Linked DNA regions of Sus scrofa: region 2 is linked to region 1. A link is a contact called in public HiChIP or PLAC-seq data. All regions are on one chromosome and are shown on one strand. Each heading gives the region's core, a stretch centred on a gene start, on an enhancer-like site or on the middle of the called end of the contact. The rest is flanking DNA. Distances are from core to core; before and after follow the strand shown. Region 1 has its middle 40 kb from the start of IFNAR1. Region 2 holds the start of IFNGR2 (interferon gamma receptor 2 (interferon gamma transducer 1)).

Region 1 (6,595 bases), core at 3,729-6,228:
TGGAACCCACATCCTCATGGATACTCATCAGATTCTTAATCTGCTGAGCCACAGTGGGACCTCCAGCAGCAGGTGGACCTCGAAGTACCCTCTGAATGTTCCTTTGCTAAACCACAATTGGATGTTATTCCTCAGGCTTTTCAAGGGGCCATGGCTTTTCCCATCCTCACCTCCTGCCTTTTTGTCTGCTTACCTACTGCTTGCCTATTGACCTTCTTTTTACTTCTCAGAGCTCTTTCCCAGCTCGGCCTTCATAAACAAGGGCTTCTCCACATCCCTCCCCACCCATCCTCCTTCCCCTGGGTGTCAGCTTCATGTCACCTCCCCAGAGAGACCTCCTGGTAGTGCCCAACACGACTCCTGGACCATTTTCTTCATGATTCTCATCAGTGTGTCATCTTTTTTTTTTTTCTTTTTTAGGGCCACGCCCTCTGCATATGGATGTTCCCAGGCTAGGGATTGAATTAGAGCTGCAGCTGCTGGTCTACACCACAGCCACAGCCACAGCCACAGCAACCCCAGATCCTAGCCATTTCTGTGCCTACATCACAGCTCACAACAGTGCTGGATCCTTACCCACTGAGAGAGGCCAGGGATCAAACCCACATCCTCATGACTACTAGTCAGATTTGTTTCCACTGAGCCACAATGGGAACTCCATAGGTCATAATTTTTGTGTGTTTAGTTACTAGAGCCTAGACTCAATGAGGCAAACACCAAGTATACTTTATCCATCGATATATACCCAGATCCAACATGGTGCCTGGATACACAGCCACTCAATTCACATCTATCAATGAAAGAATAAATAAAAGAAATGATGCTTAAAATGTTTCATTATTTTCTGCAGAATAATGGCCAAGGATCCCACCTATGATATTACTCAATGATGTGCCAGCACTGATCAATGAAATTAAATTCTCCGTGAAAAAGTTTGTATTTTCAGAGCACTGCATTTAAGGCAGCCTAACAAATTAAGCAAAGTTGCAGGATATAAAATCAACACACAAAAGTCAGTTCCATTTCTATACATTAATAATGAACAACTCAAAAAGGAATTTAAGAAAACAATCCCATTTATGACAGCATCAAAAAAATAAAATGCCTAGGAATGAAATTAACCAAGGAGGTGAAAGTTTTGGATGCTAAACACTATAAAACATTGCTGAAAGAAATTAAAGAAGTGGAGTTCCTGTCATGGCTCAGCAGAAACGAATCTGACTAGCATCCATGAAGATGTAGGTCCATCCCTGGCCTCATTCAGTGGGTTAAGACATGAGCTGTGGTGTACGTTGCAAATGTGGCTCAGATCTGGCATTGCTGTGGCTGTGGTGTAGGCCAGAGGCTATAGCTCCAGTTCAACCCCTAACCTGGGAACCTCCATAAGCCACAAGTGTGGCCCTAAAAAAAAAAAAATATATATATATATATTATATATACACACACACACACACATATATATATAAGAAATATATATATATAAGAAATTAAAGAAAACATAAATAAAGGAAAAACATCCCATGTTTGTGCATTGGAAGATTTAATATGTGGTTAAATGCCCCATACTACTCAAAGCAATCTACAGAGTCCGTGCAATCCCTTTGGGATTTTTGCAGAAATAGGGGAAAAAATCCTAAAGTTCACATGGAATCTCAAAGGACCCTAAATCATGAAAACAAACTTGAAAAAAGAATAAAGACATCACACTTTCTGGTTCAAAACATGTACAAATCTGTGGTAATCAAAACAGTGTGGTATCAGCATAAAAAGAGACCAATTGGTCTATAGATCAATGAAACAGAAAAGAGAGAGCAGATGAAAACCTTTGAGAATGTGGTCAAATGATCTTTGACAAAGGTACCAAGACCACACAAGGGGGAGAAGGCAGCCCCTTCAGCAAAGAGTGTTGGGAAAATTGGGAATCCACTGCCAAAAAAATGAAATTGGACCCTTGCTTTTTACCATCTACTAACTCAAAATGTATTAAAGACCTAATCGTAAGATCTAAAACTATAAAACTCCTAGAAGAAAACATAAGAGGAAAGATTCACAATGTTGAATTCGGCAATCACAAGCAACAAAAACAAAAATGACAACTTCCGTGACATAAAACTGAAAAATGGCTGCATATCAGGAGTTCCCACTATGGTGCAGTGGGTTAAGAATCTGACTACAGAAGTTCCTGCTGTGGTGCAATGAGATCGGCAGTGTCTGTGCAGTGCCAGGATGCAGGTTCATCCCCGGCTCAGCACAGCGTTGCTGCAGCTTCAGCATGGGTTGCAACTGTGTCTGGGATCTGATCCATGGCCTAGGAATTCCATATGCCACCCCCAGCCTTGTGCAGTGGGTTAAAGGATCTGGCATTGCTGCAACTGCAGCTTGGATTCAATCATGGGTACTTGCATATGTCCCAGATGTAGCCTTAATAACAACAACAACGACAAAAACGACTTGCATATCAAAGGAGAAAATCAACAGAGTGAAAAAGAAGCCTACATAAAGAAGAAAATATTTGCAAATCAAATATCTGTTAAGGGGTTAATGTCCAGACTATATAAGGAACTCCTACAACTCAACAACTAAAACAAATAAAGTGATTTGAAAATGGACTTCTATCACAAGGGATTGGATACAGTTCCCTGTGCTATATAGCAGGACTTTTTTTTTTCTTTCAGAGATGCACCTGTGGCATTACGGAGGTTCCTGGGCTAGTAGTCAAATGACCTACACCACAGCCACGGCAATGCCAGATCCTTAACCCACTGCCAGGAGGACAAATACATTGCCTGAGTTCATAATTCTAGAGTATGAGAATGGATAATTCAGAGTTATCATCTTCATGGATCCTGGTCAGATTCGTTTCCAATGAGCTATGACAGAAACTCCAGCAGGACTTTTTTTTTTTTTTTTTTTGTCTATTTTTTTGCCATTTTCTTGGGCCGCTCCTGTGGCATATGGAGGTTCCTAGGCTAGGGGTCAAATCGGAGCTGTAGCCACCAGCCTACGCCAGAGCCACAGCAATGCGGGATCCAAGCCATCTGTAACCTACACCACAGCTCACGGCAATGCAGGATCATTAACCCACTGAGCAAGGGCAGGGATTGAACCTACAACCTCATGGTTCCTAGTCGGATTTGTTAACCACTGCGCCACGACGGGAACTCCAGCAGGACATTTTTGGAGCCACATCTCCAGCATATGGAAGGGGTCCAATCAGAGCTGCAGCCGCCAGCCCACAACACAGCCACGGCAATGCTGGATCTCGACCCTAACTGTGACTTAGACGGCAGCTTTCAGCAATGCTGGATCCTTAAACCCACTGAGTGAGGCCACCTGGCATCCTCACAGACACACTGTGTGTTAGGTTCTTAACCCACCAAGCCACATTGGGAACTCTCTTTTTTCTTTTTCTTTTCTTTTCTTTTTTTTTTTTTTTTTTTTTTGGAGTTGGTCATTCTTGAAGCTAGGTACAGTGGACAGAATTTAAACATGGTTCCCAAGATCCCCAGGACTGTATGATGGATTTTACTCCCATGGTTAGGTTATATTATCAAACACAGTTGACCTTGAGACAGGGACATTATCCTGGTTGGGTGTGACTTAATCACATGAGCCCCTTAAAGGCAGAGCATTTTCCCTGGTTCATCACAGCAGAAGGAGTCAGAAATTTGAAGCGCAAAGATTCAACACGCCATTGCTGGCTCAGAGATGAAGGGAGCTCCGAGGCAAGGAATTCAGGTAGCCTGTAGGCACTGGTTGACAGTCAGCATGGAAATAAGGTCCAGATCCTCAGGCCTACAGCTTCAAGGAACTGAATTCTTTTTTTTTTTTTTTTAGGGCTGCACCTGCAGCATATGGAGGTTCCCAGGCTAGGGGTCAAACTGGAGCTGCAGCTGCCAGCCTACACCACAGCCACAGCAATGCAGGATCCTTAACCCACTGAGGGAGGCCAGGGATCAAACCCGCATCCTCACGGATCCTAGTCGGATTTGTTAACTGTCAAGCCACAAAGGGAACTCCCACAAGGAACTGATTTCTGCCAACAACCAGAACAAGTTTTAAGGAGAGATTTTTCTCCAGAGCCTCTAGACGAGAACCTAATCCAGGAGTTCCCGTCGTGGCGCAAATCTGACTAGGAACCATGAGGTTGCAGGTTCGGTCCCTGCCCTCACTCAGTGGGTTAGCGATCCGGCGTTGCCATGAGCTGTGGTGTAGGTTGCAGATGTGGCTCAGATCCTGCGTTGCTGTGGCTCTGGTGTAGGCCAGTGGCTACAGCCCCGATTGGACCCCTAGCCTAGGAACCTCCATACGCCGCGGGAGCAGACCAAGAAATAACAAAAAGACAAAAAAAAAAAAAAAGAAAAGAACCTAATCCAGCCAACACTTTGATGTCTACCTGATGACATGCTGTGCAGGGCACCTAGCCATGCCTACATGGCGTGGTCACCAAAGTGCAGGCTTAGAGATTGGGAGCATTCATCCGATATGACCAATTACTTAGAGAGTTTAAGTATATATTTACCTGGAGCAAGAAGTGTTCATTTGATTTTATTAAAATCATAAGTATATGATGGAAAATATAGATGCATTTTAATTTTTTTTTTTTTTTTTTTTTTTTTTTTTTTTTTGGAGAGGATTCGGTCAAATGAAGCATTTGCCTTGCATATCTGTTTCCCTCAGAAGCTCTGCTGAGGTTGCACCCAAAAGCTTTCTTCTGAAACTGGCCCTGTACCAGCTGTGGCTGGTGTCTGCTTCCTGTAACTCACATTTTGATAACAGGAAGATGTGAAGTTATCAAGAAGAAATACGTGACCAGAAGCCTGGGTGTTCCTGGTTCCCTTACTGTCTGTTATTTCAGGGAAAGGAAGTTGAAAAAAAGAAGAAGGTCAAGATCAAGCCATCACTCATTCTCCAAACCTCCATTGTGACCTGTTATGGCCCCGCCCTCTACAGGTCTCTTCATGACCACGTTCAAGGGTCATCAACTCAGACTGATTACAGATGCAGAATGTATACTGCTTTTGAGTTGGCCCCTCGGTTTTAAATGCTTATTATGGAGACGTGTGAATTCCTCTGATTCTTTGTTGGCTTCTTGGCAAGTGGCCTGTTAACTTACTTCCGCAAATATAGACTGTCTTTTATTTCGAAAATTTCCCCTTGACTAAGCATGCAGTTAACGAGTTATACTTCCTCTAAGGCAGAGAAGCTTATTTTTTCAAGTATGGAACTTAGGCAAAAACTCAACTGCTATGAGAAAAATAAATTCCTGCATTCATCATTCTAGAGCTTTGGAATGGATAATTCAGAGTTATCATCAAGCACCTCTTCCTGATGTGACGCAATATTCAGTTCACAATTAGGCACCAAACCCTCTGTCGAGGTCCAGCCAACTGGATCAAATCCCAACTCTGCCACCTACCGGCCGGATGAGTTTGGGAAAACAGCTTCCCTTCTGCCTAAAGCCCAGGAAGTGCTCAGGAAGTAGGGGCAGCGATCATTAATTAAACCCCAGGTATAACATAACACATCACTCAGTAAAAAATATGTTGGTTAGGTCACACCATGTCACCTGGATGAGCTAAGATAAACACTTACTGAGCTAAGCAGTGATGAACATACAGTTTTTAGGACAATTCATGGATGCAGGATTATCTAGAAGATTCTAGAATCAGGCTTCAGACATGATACTTTAAAAAAAAAAAGTCTTGGGAGTTCCCTTGTGGCACAGTGGGTTAAGAATCTGGTGTTGTCACTGCAGCAGCTCAGGTTCAATCCCTGGCCCGGGAATCTCCACAAGCCTCGGGCACAGCCAAAAAAACAAAAGTCTTCTGCTATAAAATGAGAGATATTGATGCTGATAGGAAACCAAATCAATCTCCCCCCTACCTCCACCTCAGGCTTCCCCAACATAATAAATAGCAACTCCTTTCTTTATTTTTCAAAGCCAAAAACCTTGTGCCATCCTTGGCTCCTGTCTCACATTCTATCTCTTGGGAAATCCCACCAAAACCAGAACATCTCAAATCTGACTACGTTTATTTATTTATTTATTTTTGTCTTTTGTCTTTTCAGGGCCACACCCTCAGCATATGGAGGTTCCCAGGCTAGAGTTCTAATCGGAGTTGTAGCTGCCAGCCTACACCACAGCCACAGCAACGCCAGATCTGAGCCACGTCTGCGACCTACACCACAGCTCACGGCAACACCGGATCCTTAACCCACTGAGCAAGGCCAGGGATCGAACCCACAACCTCATGGTTCCTAGTCGGATTCATTTCTGCTGCACCACGACGACGGGGAACTCCAAATCTGACTACTTTTACCGTCTCCGTGGCTACCACCTGGTCTGAGCCACCATCCTCTCCGGGTAGATGATTTCATGGCTTCGTAAATGGTTTTCCTTCCTCTTTCAGCCCTGCCTCCTCTTCAGTCATGTTAGGTGACTGTTCAGCCTTGTGAGCCAGATCATGCTGCTCGTTGACCCAAACCCTCCCGTGGCTCCCTTCTCAAAGTGAAAGCCCACATCCTTGCAATGATCTAAGGGCACCTCACCACCCCTCTGACCTCATCTCCCCTTTGCCCCCTCCTCCTCAGC
Region 2 (6,904 bases), core at 2,551-5,050, 40 kb after region 1:
AGTGGGTTAAGGATCTGGCATTGCTGTGAGCTGTGCTGTAGTCACAGACATGGCTCAGATCCTGCATTGCTGTGGCTGTGGTGTAGGCTGGCAGCTGTAGTTCTGATTCTACCCCTAGCCTGGGAACCTCCATATGCCTCAGTGTGGCCCTAAAAAGCCAAAAAATAGAATAAAATAAATAAAATAAAATATGCTCTATAGAGGAGCTCCCTTTGTGCCTCAGTGGTAACAAATCCATGAAGATGCGGTTTCAATCCCTGGCCCTGCTCCGTGGGTTAGGGGTCTGGCATTGCCATGAGCTGTGGTGTAGGCCGGCAGCTCGAGCTCTGATTTGACCCCTAGTCTGAGAACTTCTCCTAACAAGACAAAAAAATAAAATAAAATACACTCTATAGAAAGAATAGAAAATTAATTCAGCCTTTCCTCTAGGAATGATTTATCAAAATGTTTCTTCTTATTGACAATTTAGAAAAGTGTCTTTTGGAGTTCCCGTTGTGGCTCAGCAGGTTAAGAACCCAACTAGTGTCCCTGAGGATGCAGGTTTGATCCCTGGCCTCTCTCTGTGAGTTAAGGATCTGGCTTTACCAAAAGCTTTGATGTCATTTGCAGATGCTGCTTGGATCTGGCGTTGCTGTGGCTCTGGCATAGGTCAGCAGCTGCAGCTCTAATTAGACCCCCAGCCTGGGAACTTCCATATGCTACAGGTGCAGCCGCAAAAAAAGGGAAAATTTTCTTTACCTTCACAGTTTGCTGTCGCTACATCATGTCAAGACATTTCCCAAAAACACCACAGCCACCCCATCCCCACTCTGCATGAGAAGGGTGTCAAAAGAGAAGTCAAAGAGGAAAGAGACAGAGGTCTGAACAACTGTGGTTAAAATCTCTTACTTGGCAGATTTCACAAAAGCATATGACCAAGTGAGAAGGATGGAGCAGGACAGGGTCCTTCCGTGGCCGTGGAAGGGGTTGTGGAAGGGAGGGCCACTGAGGAGTAAGCTTTTAGTGGTTTCTCAGTAAATGTGCCCCCAAAGGGAGTTCCCATTGTGGCACAGCAGAAACAAATCCAACTGGCATCCATGAGGTTGCAGGTTCGATCCCTGGCCTCACTCAGTGGGTTAAGGATCCGGCATTGCCACGAGCTGTGTGCTATAGGTCACAGATGTGGCTTAGATCCTGTGTTGCTGTGGCTGTGGTGTAGGCTAGCAGCTGTAGCTAAGGATTGGACCCCTAGCCTGGGAACTTCCATATGCTGGAGGTGCGGTCCTTAAAAAAAAAAACAAACAACAACAACAAAGTGCCTCCAAAGGGGAGGAGCTGCAGAGGCGAATCAACTCACATGGGCTGTATGCAAAAAAAAAGTTATATGCAATAAACTGAGACAATGCATGATGCTGGAGGCGGGAGGGGGGACAGACGGAACCAGACAAAGGGCAGTGGACATGAGACATCCTTCACAAGAAACGCCAACGAGATGGGCTTTCTGGCTCTTCGGACAGAGGATTCCATGGAAGTCAGAGTTACCCACCCTGCCTTCAAAGTCTTCAGCCAAGAGAAACAGGAAGTGGAAAGACCAGCCACTGAAAACTGACCTTTTTCAGTGAGCTGCCTTGGAGGCAGGGGCTGGTTACTTGTCTGGGGATATTATGGGCTTGAGGTGACCAGGATGCCCATCTGAGTAGCGAGCTGGGCAGGATCCTTTTAGCACTCTGCCAGGAACTGGAAGGGAAACAGAAACCCTCCACGTTTTCGCAGGAAAGAGCTCTGGAAGGAGGTTCTCCAGCAGAGAACAGCTCTGCAGGTTTTCATGTACCCCTCAAAGACCACAGGGTTCATTGTCACTGTCCCTGAGAACGCTACAGCAAGGGAGCTCACAAGCCATCCCTGGCCTGGGCTGAGACACATGCACAAGTGTCCTTTTCTTTTTTTCTTTCTTTTCTTTTTTGCCCCCTTTTGTCTTTTTGGCCATGCTCATGGCATGTGGAAGTTCCCGGGCCAAGGATCAAATCCATGCCACAGGGGTGACAAGGCTGGGTCCTTACCTGCTGAGCCACAGAGGAACTCCACCTGTCTTTAACTTGAATTTGTTTTTCCCGATTGTAAAAGTGAAATTTGCCCATTGGAGAAAAAACAGAAAAGCATTAAATAAAACCCCAAATGGTTAACCTTCATAATTCCATACCCATTTCATATCAGTGTTTCGACTCAGCTCCTCCAGTCATTTTCTTTCTTTCTTTTTCCTTTTTCTTTTCTTTTCTATTTTTTTTTTTTTTTTTAAGGCCCTACCTGTGACATATGGAAGTTCCCTGCAAGTTCCTGGGCTAGGGGTGGAGTTGAGCTAGAGTTGCAGCCGAATCTTTGACAGCGGCTTGCCACAAGGCCAGATCCTTAACCCCACTGAGCGAAGCCGGGGATCCAATGCGCATCCTCACGGAGACAGACTCGGGTCCTTAACTCGCTGAGCCACCACCGGATCTCCATCCGCCAGTCATTTTCAGTGAGTCACTTTTGGAAGGATTCTGACTTATGTCCTGCTCTTTTCCCTTCACGTATATAAACTCGTCTTTGTCTTGAAAAACTCACTCAAAGCATCATTCAAACACTGCGAGAGATTCATTTGATCACGCATTTTTACAACAGTGGCCACTTTCGAAAGAGTTCTACAGTAAGGAAAGAAAATGCAAAAAGTCCCAAAGCTTGAAGATGCCAAACATTATGTTCCCAAGGAGCCCAGCAGCCACACACACCCATTTCTGCCCTCCATGGGTCCAACAACCTCTTCTTTCACTCTTGGTCTCGCCGCCCCCCCGCCCCGCAACTCCTTCCCTTTTTTGCCTGCTCTTTCCCTGCTGAGTGGGGTTAGGGCTCATTTGGGGAGAAAAGATAGACCCTTGAAAGTCTGAGGGGTCCGCGGGGGGCCGGCAGTAGATGGGAGCCAGCAGGGAGCCTGAAGTGCACCGGGGCCGGGGGCGGGGTGGGGGGGGTGGTAAGAATTCCGGGTAGTTCTGGATCTCAAATCCTTTCTGGCATCAAATGGCAAAGGGCGGCGCAGACTCAGACTCTAAGAGCTGGCCTTCCCCGCACCCCCGACATCCCCCAACTCCTGAGGTTACTTCCTCATACTCATCACAGTCTGAACTAGGGCCAAAACCCACAAACCATTATGAAATGTGGGGCTTTTTCTCTCCCCCATCTCACTGCGCCCATTATCCCCCAAAGCCCCGCCCCTTCCTTCACCCCGACCCTTTCGACCAACCAGCCCCTTAAAACCTATTTTCAAAAAGGGGTTAAAAGCTGAATATGTACTTGAGAGACTAATAAGCAAAAGTTTACACTTCAGGCAGGAATGCTCGAATGGCACAACCGCAGGAATCAGCGGGAGAAGAGGGGCCGGGGGCGGGGGATGCTCCGCTCCAGACCCACCTGCGACCTCGGGTCTCGAGGGGTCTTGCCGGCAGCATCGCAAGCCCCCGAAAGTGGCATCTGGCAGGGTTCCCTCTCCACCCCACTCCTGTGCCAGGCCCGGGCCGGCCGGCCTCGGTGGGGCCCCGGCTCCGGTGTCTGCAAAGGCTGCGCCAGGGCCGCGCGGAACCCCCCCGGGCCGTGGTTCCCGGGGGCGGCGGCGGCGGGGCTGGGGGGCCCCGGGAAAGTCCCCGCAGCGGGCGGGGCGCGGGAGCGCGGCGGCTTCTCGGCGCGGCGCGGGGCGGGGCACGGGCGCCGGGAGGGGCCGGCTCGGGCTCGGCTGCCGAGCGGGGTTCCCTGGCCGCTCGGGACACGCCACCCCCGCAGCTGCTCGGGAAGAGGCGGGCCCCGCGCGCCCAGCGCTCGCCATGGCCGCCGAGGCGGCGACGTGAGCGCCCGGGCGACCCCGTGCCGGGGCCGGGCCGCGCCCAGAGCCGCCGCCGCCGCCGCTCCTGCGGCGCCCGGAGCCCCGGGCCATGCGGCCGCTGCTCGTTCTGCTGCCGCTGGTGCTGCCACCGCTGCTGCTGTTCGGCAGATGCGGCGCCGCGGCGTCCCCGGCAGGTAAGCGGAACCCGGGCCCCCGAGGCCGCACGGAGGCGTCGTCGCATGGGTGGGAGTCCGCGGGGAGCCCGGAGCAGGTGGGGGAATCCACGGGGAGCCGATCGGTCCGGAGGAAACGGGGTGTCCTTAGCGGGTGGGGTCGGCGGGGAGCCTGGATCGGTCGAGGGCCTGCGGGGAGCCTCGATGGGTCGAGAGTCTGCTGGGCGGGGTCCGCGGGAGCCCGAATCGCGTGTCGGGTGGTGGGGGAATTCCGAGCAGTCCCCGGGGCCGGGACCTGGCGCAGCGAGAGGAGCCGTGGGACCGCCAGCGCCCTGGACATCGCTCCCAGGAAGGAAGCGCTCAAGCTGCCGCCGCACGAGTCTGAGCACACAGGGGCTCCTTCTCTCCCACCTCCGCGCCGCCGCACCCTACAACGAACGCGGCCGACCTCCGAACTTCTCAAAATAAACAGAGGCAAAGTCAAAGCCAGGGCTCGAGAAAAGGCCGCCTCTGCCGGCCACAGATTTTTCCCGATCCGCCTGAACGGAGCCCTGCCTGGCCCCGGTGGCAGGAGCTGGAAGCAGGTCCCAGGCCTGCCTGCCTTCCAGCTTCGTGCCGCGGAGCCCAGCCACCCGCAAGGGACCTCCGTCTAGGAGGTTGTGACCCTAGCTCAGTTTTAACTGCGGCCCAGTGTGTTTGATAGCGGTCAGTCCCCCCCGCCTGCTACCCGCCCCAGGGATGGGATAGATGGGGGGCAGTACTCAGGGCAGGATGCAGAAAGGTCAGGTTGCCAGTAGAGGGTCAGGTGAACCAGACTTTTCATTCCAGCTCCGTGTCCAGTTGGACAGCCCTTTACCTGAGCTCAGCCTCCTGCTCACCTCTGACCCTGACTGACGGTCCTTATGAGCCAAATAGAAAAACTAGGAAAAGAGAGAATGAAAGGAAGGAAGGGAAGGACGGAGGAAGGGAGGGCAGACAAAGATGGATGAAGAAAAACATTTTCTCTGTTCACACCTATGTTTTGCTGGGTTCTTTCTGCTGGAGAGGCTGATGGCATAAATTGGGTAACTCTTTTAAAAGTCTCAGGAATTTAGAGGTTTCCTCCCCCTTGAAATCTCAGAGTGTTTTTGGGTTGGTTTCTTCTCCAGCATCCCTCGCAAAAGCCCTTAAATACCGTAGCTCTTCCTTAAGGGGAGCCTTGCATAGGAGGATATGCGCTCGCTTGCGGGGAAATGGCTGCTTCCCCAGGGAGTTGGACAGGTGGGTTTGGATTCTGACTCTGCCCCCTCCCTGAGCCTCCCTCACATTGGTAAAACGTAGGTAATTGCCCAGGCTGGGTGATGGGCAGATGGTGGCACTTTATACTAGCGCTACTCTTGATGAGTCTATGAACTTGTTTGTGACTTGTCTGCCATGAGTCCAGAGTTTGAGAGAAGTATTTAGAAACTTTGCAGTTTGATATTGCTGCAACACCCACGGGCGGGTCCATCTTTCTAGAGATTCTCCTTTATTGTATTCTGCAAAGGTTCAGGTCTGTGCGAAATATACCCATTCTTCACCCTAGACCCTTTGCAAAGCAGCACCATTTTACAAATCTGTTTCTGTGACTCTCTGAAATTTTGCACAATAAACAATTAAAAGCTAGGGTCTATTTAAGAGAAACTCTTTGTGAGTCAAAACACAAAGTGAAAATACTAACAATGATTTGTAGTAAACAGGTGGTAGAACATTTTCCAGACACTTACATAATTTGCGGGTGTCCTTCAATAATCATGTAATTGTTTTTTGGAGTTCGCCTTGTGGCACAGTGGAAACAAATCCGACTAGGAACCATGAGGCTGCAGGTTCGATCCCTGGCCTCACTCAGTGGGTTAAGGACTTGGCGTTGCCGTGAGCTGTGGTGTAGGTCACAGACAAGGCTTGGATATGGTGTTGCAGTGGCTCTGGTATAGGCCGGCAGCTGTGGCTCCAATTGGACCCCTAGCCTGGGAACCTCCATAGGCCAAAGGTACAGCCCTAAAAAGACAAAAAAAAAAAAAAATCATGTAATTGTTTTTATGGTCAGAGGAAGAAAAAGTCTAGATACGTTTAGCCTACTTTAAAAAACATATCAAGTCTCAAACACCTGGGTCCAGGTGGATGGGAGGTGGCTGGTGGGGAAGGAAGGGGAACAGCAGGCGCTGTGGTTGTGCAGTGCAGAGGGCACACTTACCACCCACCAATGATCTCTTCTTACCAATGACAGGTGGTGAACCATTGCCCAAAAGAGCATGGAGAAGGCAGGAGAGGCGGGGCTCTGTACCCTCTGCTTAGGACAGTGAGCTTTCATCTTGGAGGAGCTAGGGTGTCATGAAAGGCCTAGGGTCCACTGTATTAGGGGGACGGTATTAGTTTCCAGTTGTTGCTATAGCAGGTGACCGCCAACTTTGTGCCTGCATACAGTACAGATTTGTATGTGTCTGCTCTCTTGGCTGTGAGTGTCTCTGCTGTAGACATCTTTGCCATGTGCATTTTCACCTCAAACATCTTCACTGCATAACTAATTAGCCATAAGGCAGTTTTGCCATAAAAGATAAAATAGCTGGTTGACAGTTTGGTTTGACAGTTTGGTTTCAAGTGGTTGCAACGTGTTCGCATTTCTTTCAATTAGTGAACTTATCAATGGCCTTATCAAGCTGACGGAGTATGATGCTTTGCCCCAAGAATTGGTTTCTTATTTCGAAACATACTTCCTTGGAAGAGAAGGAGGCTGGGGGCTTTGAAGGTGCAGAGTTGAAGCAGCGTTTCCCCTGGGACCGAATGTCTATCGATGGACACGTGACAACATGCCAGGAACACACAGCAGTGAAGAGGCTTTTGAAACGCGGCACAAAGCTTAGGTACATATACGCATCCTGCTGTTTGA

What was found. HiChIP or PLAC-seq counts read pairs in DNA pulled down with a chosen protein or histone mark.
Region 2: an H3K27ac HiChIP or PLAC-seq map of alveolar macrophages shows a contact between it and region 1. The contact joins the promoter of IFNGR2 here to the enhancer-like site in region 1. A contact is called at or near these places in 1 of 5 promoter capture datasets (liver), 6 of 47 Hi-C or Micro-C datasets (alveolar macrophages, blood, liver and 1 more) and 2 of 2 datasets of contacts at active chromatin or transcription factors (alveolar macrophages and skeletal muscle).

Annotation. Positions count from the first base shown.
Region 1 is chr13:196,962,648-196,969,242 of Sscrofa11.1, forward strand. No RefSeq gene overlaps it. Among named protein-coding and RNA genes, the nearest start is that of IFNAR1, 40 kb to the left of the region's middle. Within about 2 kb of position 4,979, at least 26 of the 83 cell types and tissues checked have an H3K27ac peak or open chromatin away from gene starts, as enhancers often do. A contact at or near this core is called in alveolar macrophages and liver, where this site is marked.
Region 2 is chr13:197,003,503-197,010,406 of Sscrofa11.1, forward strand. IFNGR2 (interferon gamma receptor 2 (interferon gamma transducer 1)) reads left to right here and starts at 3,801. Exons shown (of 7, transcript NM_001111258.1): 1 at 3,801-4,020. The coding sequence starts at 3,936.